Regions from separate parts of the Gossypium hirsutum genome. Here regions 2 and 3 are each linked to region 1. A link is a contact called in public Hi-C data. All regions are on one chromosome and are shown on one strand. The core of a region is the stretch at or near the end of the contact, and the rest is flanking DNA. Distances in the headings are between cores, read along the strand shown. Region 1 holds the start of LOC107915086. Region 2 has its middle 5.2 kb from the start of LOC107916227. Region 3 holds the start of LOC107916211 (probable serine/threonine-protein kinase DDB_G0282963).

Evidence for each region. A called contact is a pair of places that touch in the nucleus more often than the background predicts.
Region 2: a contact with region 1 is called in a Hi-C map of leaf, with 4 times the contacts expected there. The contact joins the enhancer-like site here to the promoter of LOC107915086 in region 1. A contact is called at or near these places in 18 of 34 Hi-C or Micro-C datasets (anther, callus, fibers and 4 more).
Region 3: a contact with region 1 is called in a Hi-C map of leaf, with 3 times the contacts expected there. The contact joins the promoter of LOC107916211 here to the promoter of LOC107915086 in region 1. A contact is called at or near these places in 7 of 34 Hi-C or Micro-C datasets (hypocotyl, leaf and petal).

What each region holds. Positions count from the first base shown.
Region 1 is chrD10:53,048,624-53,053,706 of Gossypium_hirsutum_v2.1, forward strand. LOC107915086 reads left to right here and starts at 3,029. Exons shown (of 16, transcript XM_016844203.2): 1 at 3,029-3,354; 2 at 3,971-4,165; 3 at 4,278-4,352; 4 at 4,472-4,639; 5 at 4,799-4,962. The coding sequence starts at 3,151.
Region 2 is chrD10:53,251,341-53,256,423 of Gossypium_hirsutum_v2.1, forward strand. No RefSeq gene overlaps it. Among protein-coding and RNA genes, the nearest start is that of LOC107916227, 5.2 kb to the right of the region's middle. Within about 2 kb of position 2,296, at least 2 of the 9 cell types and tissues checked have an H3K27ac peak or open chromatin away from gene starts, as enhancers often do. A contact at or near this core is called in fibers and leaf, where this site is marked.
Region 3 is chrD10:52,857,649-52,862,731 of Gossypium_hirsutum_v2.1, forward strand. It overlaps LOC107916211 (probable serine/threonine-protein kinase DDB_G0282963), which reads left to right and starts at 2,426. Exons shown (of 13, transcript XM_016845364.2): 1 at 2,426-3,076; 2 at 3,456-3,882; 3 at 3,980-4,631; 4 at 4,975-5,015. The coding sequence starts at 2,631.

The DNA of each region.
Region 1 (5,083 bases), core at 1,779-4,278:
TAGTTTACCCTATATATCTTTTAAAATATAATTATATATTATTTTACTAATCTCGCTTAAATAATTTGAATATTTTGTAAATGAGAGATCATTTCCGATACTTTTTGACCTACAATATAATTAACTAAATCATATAGTATATATTATTGGTTATTTATACATTGTTAATGATTAATCGATGATAAGAATAAGTATATGTTTAATGTTACAGAAAGAATAACTCATAAAACATAGAATGCTAAAGTAATTAAATAAAATTGGTTAGGATGTTTATTTTTCTTAATTTTATTAGTTGAGTTTGGTTTCCAAAAAATGTCATCCTACCCATCATTAGTGTTCCACCACCTATGGCTTCTACGGGATCGTATTTTATATCATGGACTTGTACCTTGTCTGGCATTTTTTCAGTCAAAAGCGCATGTTGGATGCTAAAAGAGGGGTCTTGGAATCCAAGAGATGGTATTTGGAACATTGTATGGAAATTTTCGGGTCTCCAAAGAGTGCGACAGTTTATTTGGCTAGCCTTAAAATAGAGACTTCTAACTAATTCTGAAAGGCTCCGTAGGGGTATTGGACAAGACGAGTCGTGTCACCTTTGTGGCCATGAATTCAAGGATGCATTACATGTTCTTAGAGATGTTCTCCCGCCAAATCTGAAGAGACATTTTTTCTATTGTAATTTATCGGATTGGATACTTTCAAATCTACAAGTTTAGTCAAATCCTAGCATGAGAGAATTGGAATGGTTATGTTTCTTCGGGTTATTACTTTGGCGAATCTGGTAAAATCAAAATTTGATCATTTTCCAAGGTAAATCAATGAGTTCGGATGAAATCATAAGGTTTCATATGGTTGGGCTACAATTGTTTTTTGGGGAAGTGCTCGGTTTTAGATGGGCATTTTAGATGGTTTATTACTGATTCAAAAACAAGGTTATGATGAGGTCGTCATCGAATCTAATAATCTTGATGTCGTTAAAATCATCGGCAACAATAAACTTGAAAGATCAAATTTCGCTTTGATTAGGTGAAATCAACAGATTTTATTAAATGAAGAGAAGTGATTCTTAGAATATATCCTTAGAGAATTTAATAAGTGCAATAACAAAAATTGCTTCATTGGACGATGAAGACTTACATATGTTCGAAGATCCTCCCATGGCAATCAAAGAAATACTGCAAGAAGATAGTATTAGAGGCACTGTATCTATGAATAAATCCATGTAATCATTTGTTCTTTACTTTTCACCAAAAAGAAGAAGAAAGACACATGATAATAATAACATTTATCAAAGTAGAAGATTTTACTTAAATTAAATTTTAATGTTATAATATTAAATTAATGGATATTAAATTGTTAAGTTTAAAATATATTTTTAAAGACAGACACTTATTAATAACATTTATCAAATTAAATTTATATTTTTCAAATATAATAAGAATTAATTATATTCATTGATTAAAGTAGAACAAAAATAAACATAAAATTACAAAAATTGAATATTAACAATTTTAAGATTAAAACAAATTAATTTAACAATATATATAAAATAAAGAATCTGTAAGAAATTATTAATAATATTTTTAAATTATAATATATTAATATTATTAATAATAGTTTTAAACTATAATGTATTAATATTAATATTTATACCATGATGAATTTTTGTATTGTTTTAATAGTAAATACCTTTAAGATTAAATAACACTAATATAACTGATTCTAAATTAGTTAAATATTTTTAATTACATTAATTTTTAATTTAATAATGACTTTTTTGAAGAAATTAACATAAACTATGTTATAAAAGAATTAAAAAGTTAATATATATAATTGTGCATCACATAAGAATACAAATTAGTTCAAATATATAATGTTGAAATAAATTTCAAGAAGTGAAATAATTGTATACCTAATATAAATATCGCAAAAAAATAAATTTAATAATAAATGAGGGTTAAGAATATTATTTTGATTCTAAAAGTGCTTCTTCAAACAAAAAAGTACCTATGTCTTTTAAGGTTGTACCATTGCATATGACTTTAAGGTGTATTTGGTTGGATGAAAAAAATAAAGGGATGGAAAAAGAGAATGAAAAAATGGAAAGAAAATAAATTTGAAGTGTATTTAGTTGGAAAGAAAAGTGAGAAAATAAAATAGAAGGGATGATCATTTTCTATTCTAATGCATAAAAAATTAATCTTTCTAAATTGGAATGATCAGAGAAAAGAAAATGGGAGAAAAGTATATGTTTGTTCAAATTTTACATTTTTCGGTTGTTTTATTTGCTTTGCTTTCACTTTTCAACTCTACCAAGCAATTGAGAGAAAGAAAATTACTTTTTTTTCATCTTTTCTACCAAGTACATCTATGGAAAGAAAATTTATATTTTCCATCATTCTAGTTTTCCTCTCCATTTTTCTAAATTTCTTTCATTTGTACCAAGCAAATCTTAAGGGTGTGCTTGGTTAGGTGAAAAAGTGGAGTGATGTCGAGAGGGAGTGGAAAAGTGGAAAGAAAATAAATTTTAAGTATACTGGGTGGGAAAGAAAATAGGAGAAATAATAATTTTTTATTCTAATGCATAAAAAAAAATCTTCCAAATTGAAATGACGATTAGAGAGAAAGTGAGAGAGAAGTGTCTCTTAATTTAAATTGTGTATTTTTCAAATGTTTTATTTTATTTAATTTAATCTTTCAATTTTACTCGGTAATGAAAGAAAAAAAATCTTTTCCATCTTTTCTACCCGGCGCATATATAAAAAGAAAAATTACATATATTTTTTTATCTTTTTATTTTTCCATCCTTCAATTTTTCATCATTTTAATTTTCTTTTCACTCTATTTATTTTTCAAAATAACGGAAAAACACACCAAGTCTAACCCTTCGTAATTTGATGAAAGGAGAAGATGGGGTGGGCTGCTTCAAGTTGAAAATTGATTGCCCAAAATCAAAAGGCCCATTATAAAATGTTTTCATTCTACATCTCGTAATTTAACCACAAAAGCAGGGATCATTTTGGAAACTTTGTAAATTATTATTTCACAGTTCAGTCTAGGCGCAAGTCATCGCCGGTAATGGCTAAAAAGCTCATACAAAATTAATTGAGTAGCATTTTCACGCATTTCTCCTCTGTTTTTATCACTGAAATGGAATCGAGATCGAGGTTATCGTCTATGTTATCATATGCGATATTTCTCGTTACACTCAGTGGACTCGCAACTCTCTCCGATTCTACTCAACAAGCGTTCAAAAGAGACCCCGGCCTCCCTCACTGGCACCATAGCGCATTCCTCGAAGTTCGCGACAGCGTCCGATCCGATGTTCGCCGCACGCTCCACACGCGTGCTGAGGTAATCGATTCTCGCTCTGAAAATCTTGTTAAATCTGTGAAGAAATTAATGACGACTTTTTCCTCGCCAATTTTCATCGAGTTTTCTTTTTTGAAAGAAATTCATATTATTAATAATGTCGGGTTTTCATCGAGGTTTTTTCATTTTAATTATTACTTTAGAGCGTCGAATTTACGAAAATTATAGGACTCGAATTGACTGAATTTGAGCTACACAGTTGATCTCTCCTAAAATGTAATTCAAAATTCGAATTGCGTTCTGAAAATCTCTAGAACCTTGAAGAGTTAGTGGCTGCTAGCTTAGTTCTTCTCATCTCTGGTTATGATTGGAAAAGGTTCCCTTTCTAAAAATCTTGTTAAATCTCTAAAGAAACTTATATGGACATTTTTCTCGCCAATTTTCATTGACTTTTTGTTGTTTTAATGATTACTTTAAAGGAACTTACCAATATTATAGGTTTCGACTTGAGTGAATGAGCTACGCAGTTGATCTCTCCCAAAATGTGATTCAAAATTTAAATTGCGTTCCTGAAATCCCTAGAAACATGAAGAGGTTGTGGCTGTTAGCTTAGTTTTACTCATCTATGGTTATGATTAGAACAGGTTCTGTTGTGCAGGTTCCATTTCAGGTTCCGCTCGAGGTGAATGTGGTGCTAATTGGTCTCAATGGAGATGGTGGCTATCGGTACAATGTCGATTCACAGAAATTGGAGGAGTTTCTGAGAGTTAGCTTTCCCTCTCATAGGCCTTCCTGTCTCGAGACCGAGGAGCCCCTTGATATCGAACATCATGTTGTTTATAACACATTTCCTGTAAGTTTTTTCATTCCTTATTGCATCTTAATAATTACTACTGGTTTAAGCTTCAGCTAGATATCTAAACTGAGTTGTTAGTGTTGTTCTTCACTTATTTGTTCTACTATAGGCAGGACAGCCAGAATTGATTGCGCTTGAGAAGGCACTGAAGGGGGCCATGGTTCCTGCTGGTTCTGCAAGAGAGGTCTACTATATTGCTTCATATTTACTATTACTCTTGATAGTGGAAAGAATATTAACTATATGAATTCTTTTGTATATCAATTTCTTTTTTCTTTTTTCTTTTTTCATTTTACATATTAGCCTGATTTTGGGAGAGAGGTGCCCCTATTTGAGGTGGAAGCAACAGCTGTGGAGCCAGTATTCCAAAAGCTATATTCATATATATTTGACATCAAAAGTGGGGGATATTCTGCTAAAGAGATGGATAGACCTGTGCCAACTGCTATATTTATTGTTAACTTCGACAAGGTATAAGCTAAGTATAATTTCAAACATTAGTTCTGTGCTTTGTCTGTATGAAACTTTGACCATTCCTAGTGTTTTAGTTTTTCCTTTCCCCTTACATGGCTGCATTGATTTGAAATTTTCCTTCTTGATACACTGGTGAATGATTCGGCCTCTTTTTAGGTCAGAATGGATCCTAGGAATAAAGAGGTTGATCTTGATAGTTTGATGTATAGCAAACTTACCCCACTGACTAATGAAGAAATGAAACAACAAGAGGGAGACTACATATATCGATATCGATACAATGGAGGAGGAGCGTCTCAAGTTTGGCTTAGCTCTGGAAGGTCTGTTTTGAGTTGCATTACTTTGTCGAAAGTTTAACTTTTGGGTCCCTGATTTATGGACTTATGGGAAAGAACTGCTAGATTAGAAATATTAACAAGATATTTGATAATATAAAATTCC
Region 2 (5,083 bases), core at 1,046-3,545, 200 kb after region 1:
TTACTTTTAAGTTTAACTGTAAATGAGATTTTTTAACATTCAAGGTCATGATAGTTTAAATTTGTTCTTTTTACTTCAAAATTAAATGCACAATCACTGAATTATTTCCTATGAAAACACTAATTTACTCTACAACTTATAATATAAGCATTTGTCCTTTATAATTATTTGGTCAATAAAGTTTACTTCTTAAATGGATTTATGAATGAGACTTAAACATCAATACTTATTAAGATGTTAATCGATATTTAATTAATTAAATCAACCTATGAATACCCTTTATTTTATTTTATTTTATATCTATTTATTTATTTTTTTTAAAAAAAGGTAGATGAAAGATTGTTGAAAAAGTGGTAATAAAGATTCAAAGAAGGCATGTGAAAAAATCATTAGTCACATGTGACATGTCAAGGTTTAGGCCAACAGCTTAAAAATTGCAGTACACCTTTATTTGCCATGTAAAAGCAAACTAATTAACCCTCCCTCGTGGCCATGCCCCCCATCTACCTTTCTTTTCTTGCCTTTTATACATGGGCATGGCTTCCACCATGTGAGTTCAAATCGATTAAAAGGAAAAGAAAAATATATATATATGCATTAAGAAAAAATTTCATGACTCACTCAAGTAAAAATAAAAATTATTATTATTATAAAAGAACTTACATGAAAGTTGATAGGCAAATATATATTTTTTAAAAATTCTTAATAATCCTGTTACTTCTTTTTTTTTTAACTTTTTTATATATTTTTTTTTGTTTTTTTAGGTAAAATATTGAATTCGCCATAATATATAGAGTGAAAAATGAGTTTCTTTGTTAAGTTTGAATTGAATGGTTTCGGGTAGACTTGTTCACAGTCGTTTCGGGTTCAGGTCAAGCCCTAATAAAATTGTAGGCTCGATTGATAGGTTCGGGTCCGACTCGATCCGAAAAATGAGTTTAAATTTTTGTTCAAGTTAAGTCTAGATAAAAAATGCTAAAACCCAGGTTCGACCCTGCCGTATTAAATTTATTTTATTTTATTTTATTTTTTATATAAAATTTTTAAAAAATATAATACATCAAATACATTAAAAATATTAAAATAAATGTTTCCCAACAAATTAAAAATAAATTTAAAAAGTATTTATTTTTAAAGAATAGTAAGATAAGTACAACTTAACAAGTAAATGACTCTAAAATGGTAGCAAAATTAACAATAAAACAAGAGTTATACAATATCCAAATAATAACAACAAAATAGTAGCAACATAATAATAAAATGGTAACAAAAGAGCGGGAAAACAACAACAAAACAACAAATTCTTTTTACAAATTTAGGCCAAGCCTAAGCCAAAAAAACATTACCTAAGGATTGGCTCATTTTCTAAACGGGTCTTATTTTTTACCCAAACCTATTTTTTAGACAGACCTTTGAGTCAGACCGACTAGCTCAATCCATGAACAACTCTAGTTCCAAGTGGGGAATAGATTGGAATGGAAAAGTTATAGCATTTTAAATTAATTAAAATTAAGAAGACAACGTTTAATTGTATTGTGGGAAGGGTCCCTAGACAAATAACAGATAAGGTAAACCTTTTCGACGACCCAATTGGCCCACCCTCCAAAAGGTTATTAAAAGATTCTTTCAAAGCTTACAATAATAATTAGATATCATCACACTCACGAGGTAGATAAGTAAAAATAGATTTATATTAAAAAAATATTTATAAAAATATTTTAATAAATTATTATTGATAGAATAGTAAGACATTTTTATATAAATTTATTGGTCTTGTTTTCGATTTTTAAATATATTTTTAAATATTTTATTTAAAGATTATATAAATGTATGAAAATATAAAAATAGCGTTATAACAATATTTAATTATCTTTTAAAATAAGAATATTTTAATATTTTATATATAGTAAAATGGATAGGATGTTTTTTTGCTTTTAAGGTAAGGAGATCAAGGGTGGGTTTGGATAGATTTATCTGTGATTAATATAAAAATAATGGTGACGGTGAAATTAGATATTGCAACGATAACGTAAGACAAAAAGTAAGCTAAACGCACCGCATCACTCTTCTAAACCCATACTAAATAATTAACATAAGATTGCCTATTTCATAAAATGAAAACAAAAAGGTATAAATTTAAGATTTGAAGATAATATGCTTAGGGTTTAATTTATGGGTAGGGATTAATTTTTGGATATCATGTATAAATTATGATGGGTTTGGGTTTAGGTAATGGGTTGGGTTGGGTTTGGATTCATAGTGATGAAAACTCATACAAAATAGTCTCTACTTTGACATTTATGGGTATCTAAATCCAGGTTCTTTAGAAATATACCCAAAACCTTAACCCTTTCCCTAAACCCTACTAACTTAAACCCTACTTACCAAATTATTTTTCTCTAACATATTCAAACACAATCCTTTATCAAGGATGTCAACCCAACCTTGTTTAGATGTTTTTCTGTGAGCATGATCTTCTGCTAGTGTATACGCATTTTTCTAATAAGGAAATATATTCTAAACTAACTGTAAATATGGTTTGTGGAAATCCAATAAACCCTACTTAGGGTTAGTTTAAAATATATTTTTACGATAGTAAAAATGTAAATTTATCATTTTAATAGTATTTTTATAATTTTTAAAAGATTAAATCAAATTTTTATTATTTTTAGGGAGTCAAAGAACGATTTTATCATTACTAATTTAAAATTTTATAAGTTTTACTGAATCAAAATAAATAAATAAAATTAATCAAAAAGGCCGTAAAGCAATCATAAATGCTATTTGATTTAAAATGTGATGTTAATAAACTTGTTTGAATTTATTAGTAATTGCTTCAAATGCTTTATGTAACAAATTAAACAAAAATAAAAAGTTATTTTAACTAAACAAATGAATTACATAAACTTGATCTAACTAAACAAATAAAAAAAAGTAAAAATGTATACAATCATGCGTTGCATAGGGGTAAAGAGGTGAGTTGTGTGATTATGGATGATGGATCAGATCTTGAGTTTCACCTTGATATTCATTTTCAAGCAACAAGTTTGGATCTGGTTTGTACATTGGTAAAATAAAAACAAACTCACCACTTGAGGGGCTCCTTGGTGAATAATGATGTAATAGATGGGGGGATAAGGTGAGCTGCCAATATCTTTATAATATTGGGCAATATGCACATTGGGCCATCAACATCAAAACTTGAACTCAAAGAATACCAATTCCCACCCAAAGAAGGAGAAACAAAAATCATTGGAATTCCAAGAAAAATATCCAAACTACAAAACAATCAAAACTCAATTTGTGTTTTCGTTTATGTAAGTTAGTAGTAGCAGCAAATTGAAGACAATGAGGACTGAAACCATACTTTGAAGAAGAGAAAAGAAAAGGGAAATGGAAAAGATTGTAACAACGAGTCTTGAAGGAAGCCAAATACTCTAGAGGAGGTGAGAAAGGTGACAAAATATGTAAAATGTGATTTGGGAAATTGTATTTTAGAATTTGGATTTAGAAAATAGTGTAAACTATTTGGAAATATAGCATTAATGATAATTTTTTTAATATATGGATTTTAGATGTTTATTTAGTAATAAATTTGAAATTTTTAAACTATATTTTATTCTAATTAATTTATTTATAATATATACATTTTATTATTATCATTTACACAATAGTGAAATTCATTTTACTGAAAAAAGCTTCTAAAACCTTTTTTTTCCTTTTAAATTAAATAAAAGAAAAAAATTGTTTTAAAAAAATGAAAACATAATATGAAAGTTAGTATCTGTTTTCTATAAATAAAATAAAATAAAATAAATTATTAAAATTATTGATATTTAAAAATTGTTGAAAAAAGAATATTTTTCTATTTATAAATGAAAACTGGTGTTGTCAAATTTTTTCAGTTTTGCAAAGCATTTTTAGTAAGAAACAATGAAAACATTTTTTTAGTATTTTTTCATTTTCACATGTTTTTATTTTTAAAAATTTTCAACTAAACTCATTTCTTTCAATATTTTTTTATTTTCCAAGAAAATTAAAATGATCTTTATTGTTTGAAATCAAATGAAGCCTTAATTTTTTTCGATTATTATTTTATATTGATCTAATATATTTTTACTGAATCAAACACCAACAAACTAATTTTTTTTTATTAAAAAGAGTGTGGTAGCAAAAACACCTTAATTATGCATTAATAAGATGGAGAAACCTTCAATTCTTTTAGAAATTTTGCATAAATCAGTAATCATAAAGCATCAAGCATAACCTAGTGTCATGAGCCGCGGATCAAGACCTGTGACGAATGCACACGGAACGTCCTATGGAGGTGCTTCTGCTATCTTTCGTGTAATGCTTTCTTGTGTGCAACGTTTTATTGTAGCTTTTCAGTTCTTTTGTTGCTCATTCTCTTTGAGGTGCTTCTGCTATCTTTCAAAGACTTAGAGAATTTTCGTAAGAATTCTCATCTTTTGAGATTTAGGCTGACTTAGGAGGATTTGAAGCAAAGAAATTACCTAAGATCGATCGGTCTGCCAGACTTAAGTTCTAGCCTCATGATAGTTGGTATTAAAGCTAGTGTTCAAAGTTGTTGATCGAGATGTCGAAAGGAATAGACGAGCAGGTTGAGTTTATGGAGACCCGTGGGAGGGGCAAGAAAGCCAACAACTCGAGAGATATGCTGTCAACATTGCAAGACAAAGTTGTCAAACTTGAAGGATTCATGGGTAATGTGTAGGAGACCCTTGAGAAAGTTGATGGGCGTACCACAAAGCTAGAATCAAGGCAAGACCAGCTTAAGGAACAAGTGGTAGATGCCTTCAATGCTAATACGGATTCGACGCAAGGGGTTTTCAATACCACTGTGGGTAAGCTGATTAAGAAAATTGATGTTTTCAAGGCCATGGTGTTGGTTTTGAAGGAACAAATTGAGGAGCTCAAGGAATGATGTGGACAACTTCTTATTGATAATAGAGTAATAGTTCAATGCCAAAAGCATCATTGATGATACAACTAAGGTTAAATACTATTGTCAAGTATTTTACTGACGTCGCTTTGTTATGGTGGCTTCGTAGGTCTACAAATG
Region 3 (5,083 bases), core at 1,176-3,675, 190 kb before region 1:
CTTTAACACAGTTAATAAATATTAGTTTTAACTACATTTAATTTAAAAAATTTTAATTTAAGCACCCATATTATATAGTTCGATCATTTTGGTCACTCTTATTAAAATAAGAAACGGTAAGCTGATATGACAGTTAAAAAATCGATATAATAAAAAATTTAGCTCTCAACTTTTACATATTATATTGATTTAGTCATAATTTTAATAAATTAACTCTCAAAGTTTACAAATATTTTCAATTTGATCCTAATTTTAAAAAATTCAAAAAAATATAAATATACATAAATATTTTCAATTTTTTTTTAAATTTTATATTAATGTTTATATTAATATGAAATAAAAACAGTTATATTAACATTAAATAGAAAGAAAAAAAAAACCCCTCCCCTCCCCTCCCCTCCCCTCCCCACCCTGTCCCTTTCCCACTCCCACTCCCACTCCCCCTCGCTCAACACCATCCCTCTCCCTCTTTGCTGTTGCTGCAATTTACTCAAAGCTATTAGTTGGAAATTGTAGGAAACAGTGAACAAAATAATATCAATCTTTAGTCTGAAAAAGAAAAGAAAAGAAAAGAAAAAACATAAGTAGGAAAGGCAATACAAGTCATGAAACATAGTCGAATGTTTATATAGGAGAATGAGGACGCACAAAGACGAATGTTGGTTGATTTTTCATGAAAGGATAACTATTTTTAAATTGTCAAATGTTTGAATGCCCAAAAATCAAATAAAGTAAAATAACCATAGTTACAACCAATTGGGTCTCACTTTGTTTTTTCAGAACAAATATAGAGAAAATCTAGTGAGAAAGCTTTGGGACCACATGTGCCATTGGATAACATAATCTTCATCTTATATGGAAATGCCCATATTTAAATTGGGTATGTTAGGGAATTTGAGGCAAAGAGATATAGGAAGAAAAAATTTTCCATGACAGGGCGGGTAAACCAAGGATAAACATAATGTAGACACAATTCCTTAATTTGCAGTAGCACACAACGTGAGAGAGGGGGATGGTAGTGGGGGAGGTCCGGTGGGGGAAGAGGGGGAGGGACCCGGTGAGGGAGGTTATTTTATTTTATTTAATATTAATATAAAATTCAAATTTATTATTATATTTTTTAATTTATGTATTTATATATTTCTTTAATTTTTTTAGAATTAGGATCAAATTAAAATCATTTATAAATTTTAAGGATTAATTTTAAAAATTATGACTAAATTGATTTAATATCTTGAGGGTTAAATTCATTATTATAGTGACTTTTTAAATTGTCACATTAATTTACTATTTGTGGTTTTGACGAGAGTAAACTATGTAACATGAGTGTTTAAAATGTAAATTTTTTATTTTAAATGTTAAAAATGTAAATTTTTAATACTTAGATGTTTAATTATATAGTTTACCCTAGATAATAAATTATGTGACACTTATAACAACACAAAAGATTAAAGTGGTAAACAAATCTTAAATTTTCAAATTTATCATTAATCCATTTTAAATTTTTTTAAAAAATTGTAATTTAAATTATTTAGTGCAAAAAAATTATAAAATTAATGAATGACATAAATACTCTTTATTATTTTAACTTTAAAATATTTTAATGTGAACAAACCGTGGCTGAATGGATGGGTGTGGGGATGAGATGAGGTTAGGTTAGGTTAGGTATTCCGTATTCCATGTCAATCTCTCATTATATTTTTGTCAAAATCATGCGGGTTTTTCATTTATTAGATGACGACAATGACAATGGTTTCCCAAAGCTTTGGACTTTACCCTTTTTGACATTCATGGAATAACCCATTCCCATCCTTTTTAGATTAATTCCACAAACATCCATATATTATCCTCAAAATTATAAATTCATCCTTCAAGTTCAAAATAGTTTGATTAAATATTTAAACTATTAATATTATATCAATCATATCCTTCTACCAACTTAATCATTTATTTGGGTTTTAGATAGTAGTATCATATCTATCAAAGCCTTCCAACAACTTAATCCTCTATTTAGGCATTAAATGGTAGTTTAGACTTGACGTGGAACATATTTAACTTATGGGGATCAAATTATAAACTTGTCTGCAACTATCAAATAAACGGTTTGGATTTAATGTGTTGATAAAATAAAATTTAAGAGAGCAAGTTTTTTAAAATATCAAATTCAAACTATACATACAGTAATTGTGTACATGTTCTCAATTTAATCTACATGTTAAATGTTTCATGAGCGTTAACATCAAAGTTAATACTAGGCTTGAAGAACGATCTAGTTGATATTGATATTGATGTTGATATTGATATTGTGAGGATGTTTTAAAGTTGGAGACCAATTTAAAATTAGATCATAGTTTAAGGATGGTCACGTGAATTAACCCCTTTTTATTAAAGAAAACTATAGCATTAAAAATATCTTCTGAATAATGAAAATATCTAACATAAAAAAGTTAGCCGCTAACCAACCGAAACAGAGAAACCGCCCGGAAAGAAAATATTCGGTCTTTTAAGTCTTAGAGTTTGACCTGTTGAAGAGGAAAGTTTGTAACACGCACAGAGAGAGGTTGAGAAATCTTTATATGTTATGAAAGATTCGAAGATCCATGCTTTGAATTCGATTATTTGAAGGGAATATGGAAACCCCTTCAGCAGAGGAGCTTTTGAAGAAGATCCAAATACTTGAAGCGGGACATGCCGATCTCGAGCAAGAAATTTCTATTTTAAAACAATCCGGTGGCGATTCCAAGGCCAATTCAACTCATCAAAGATCTCACTCTACTTCCCCTCGACGTCCGCGCTTCCCGGGGAACGCGGCGAAGCTTGCTGCTTGGAAGAAAGATTCAGCTTCGTTTCGGCACTCCTCGCCGTTGCGAAGAGAGAGCAGAAACAATGACACTGTCAATGGCGACAGCGGCACCGGAGGAGATTTAGGAGTAGGAGGAAGAGGAGGAGCTATCGAAAGAACCGGGAACGTCGGGCCAGCAGCCGTCAATTTCACTAACAGCCAGTATTTGAATATATTTCAGTCTATGGGGCAATCTGTTCATATATTTGATCTTAGTGGCCGTATAATTTATTGGTAAGCGAAAAGGGTTTCGCTTTTAAGATCATTCAGTTGCAAACACCAAGTTTTTATGTTCTAAATTAGTAATTAGTGATGTGGTTTAACATTGTTTATTAACTACTTAGTAGCATTATAGAGAATGGGGCCTTTGGCTTAATGGCAAGGAGGTTAGGGAACTTTGAGCTCCAAAGTTCAAATTTCACTGGGTTTGATCTTATATTTATTCTGATGAGTTAGTTTGAGTTGATTTAGTTACTTTTTGCTTTTAACTATTAATTATGGTTGTAATTTGAAGTAAATTGTAACTTAAATAGAAAAAAAGTATTAAGTAAGCGTTATCATTTGAGCATAGTTTTTCATTTAAAAAAAAAAATTATGCTTTTCTTTTTTGCAGGAATAAAGCTGCCGAAAAACTTTATGGTTATTCAGCAGCAGAGGCTTTAGAGCAAGATGCCATTCAACTTCTTGTTGATCATAGGGATTTCGCTGTTGCACTTAATATTGTTCATTGTGTTATGACGGGGGATAGCTGGACTGGACAATTTCCTTTCAAGAATAAAATGGGGGAGAGGTTTTTGGCTGTTGCAACGTATACTCTTTTTTATGATGAGGATGATGACGATGATAGTTCATTAGTTGGAATCATTTGTGTATCCAGTGATACTCAGCCTTTGCAAGAAAGGAGAGCTGCAGTGTTGGCTGGAAAGCAACCTGAAGGAGATTCAACCTTTAGCCGGTCTAAAAATGCTGTCTCAGCTAAACTTGGTCTGGATCCTCAACAACCTATGCAAACAGCAATTGCATCAGAACTAACAAATTTGGTATTAGTTCCTTAATTTTAATGTGTTGGAAGTTGGATTTTAGTGTTACTATATATATTTGTAGTTTGGCTTGGATTGATTGTTAAGAGTTATGCAGGCGCTTAAGGTGAGCAACAAAATGAAGTCCAAATTTAAGATGGGAGAGTATTGTGTCGATCGTGAAGGAGAAAGTGGAGATGGTCATTATTTGGAGCATGGTTGCTCCATTGCAGCTCATTCTGATCTTAAAGAAGATGCAGTTTCCAGTGGAGCTTGTACACCTAGGGGAAGTATTTACCCATCTGCCTTTAGTGTATTTTATCCGTTGGATGAAAAGTCCCCCATGAACACCTCTCACAATTCTGGTGATGAGAGTGAAGGAAAACCTGCAATCCAAAAGATTATGACCTTAGTGGGTAAAAAGGGGATATCGTGGCCTTGGAAAGAGAATGATCAAGCAGGATCAGAGGCAAGAACTACTCGTTTTGTATGGCCTGGATTGGCAAATGATCAAGAGAATGATTTATTTGTACAGAAAAGCTCATATTCTGCTGCAAAATCTGAAGGCCACGTTAATGAAAATAATACCCCTGTCAATAATGAGCCATCAGGCTCGTGGTCATCCTCTGTTAATGTTAACAGCACCAGCAGTGTCAGCAGCTTTGGAAGTACTAGCAGTAGTGCAGTTAATAGAGCTGAGATGGATGTCGATTGTTTAGATTATGAAATCTTGTGGGAGGACTTGACAATTGGAGATCAAATTGGGCAAGGTAAATTTTTTCGAGTGAGCACCTAGGAGTCATAAAGGAATTATGAACTTGTTCCTAACTGGAGCCACTACTTTTAAGCGTAGAAGTATTGAACTTTACACTGATTAACCACTGTTCATCCGTTTTTGATTTGGGTAATGTCAAAGCACATGAATGGAACCCCAAATGCCCACTGGATACCCCAAATGCCCACTGGATAATCATTTCAATGGATGAGAACTTGGTCTTTGACTTAAGCTTGGTCCATGCTTTGCTTTGTTTCTATATTCTGTTGTATTTATTTCTGGGTGATGTTTTCCTTAGATATAATAATATTTACTTTGTGTTCCTGCTTTCCTCACAGGTTCTTGTGGAACAGTGTATCATGGTCTGTGGTTTGAATCCGTATGTTCTACTCCGGTGCCTTCACTTTCGGGAAGACGTACAAAACATTATAGATGAATATACATTAA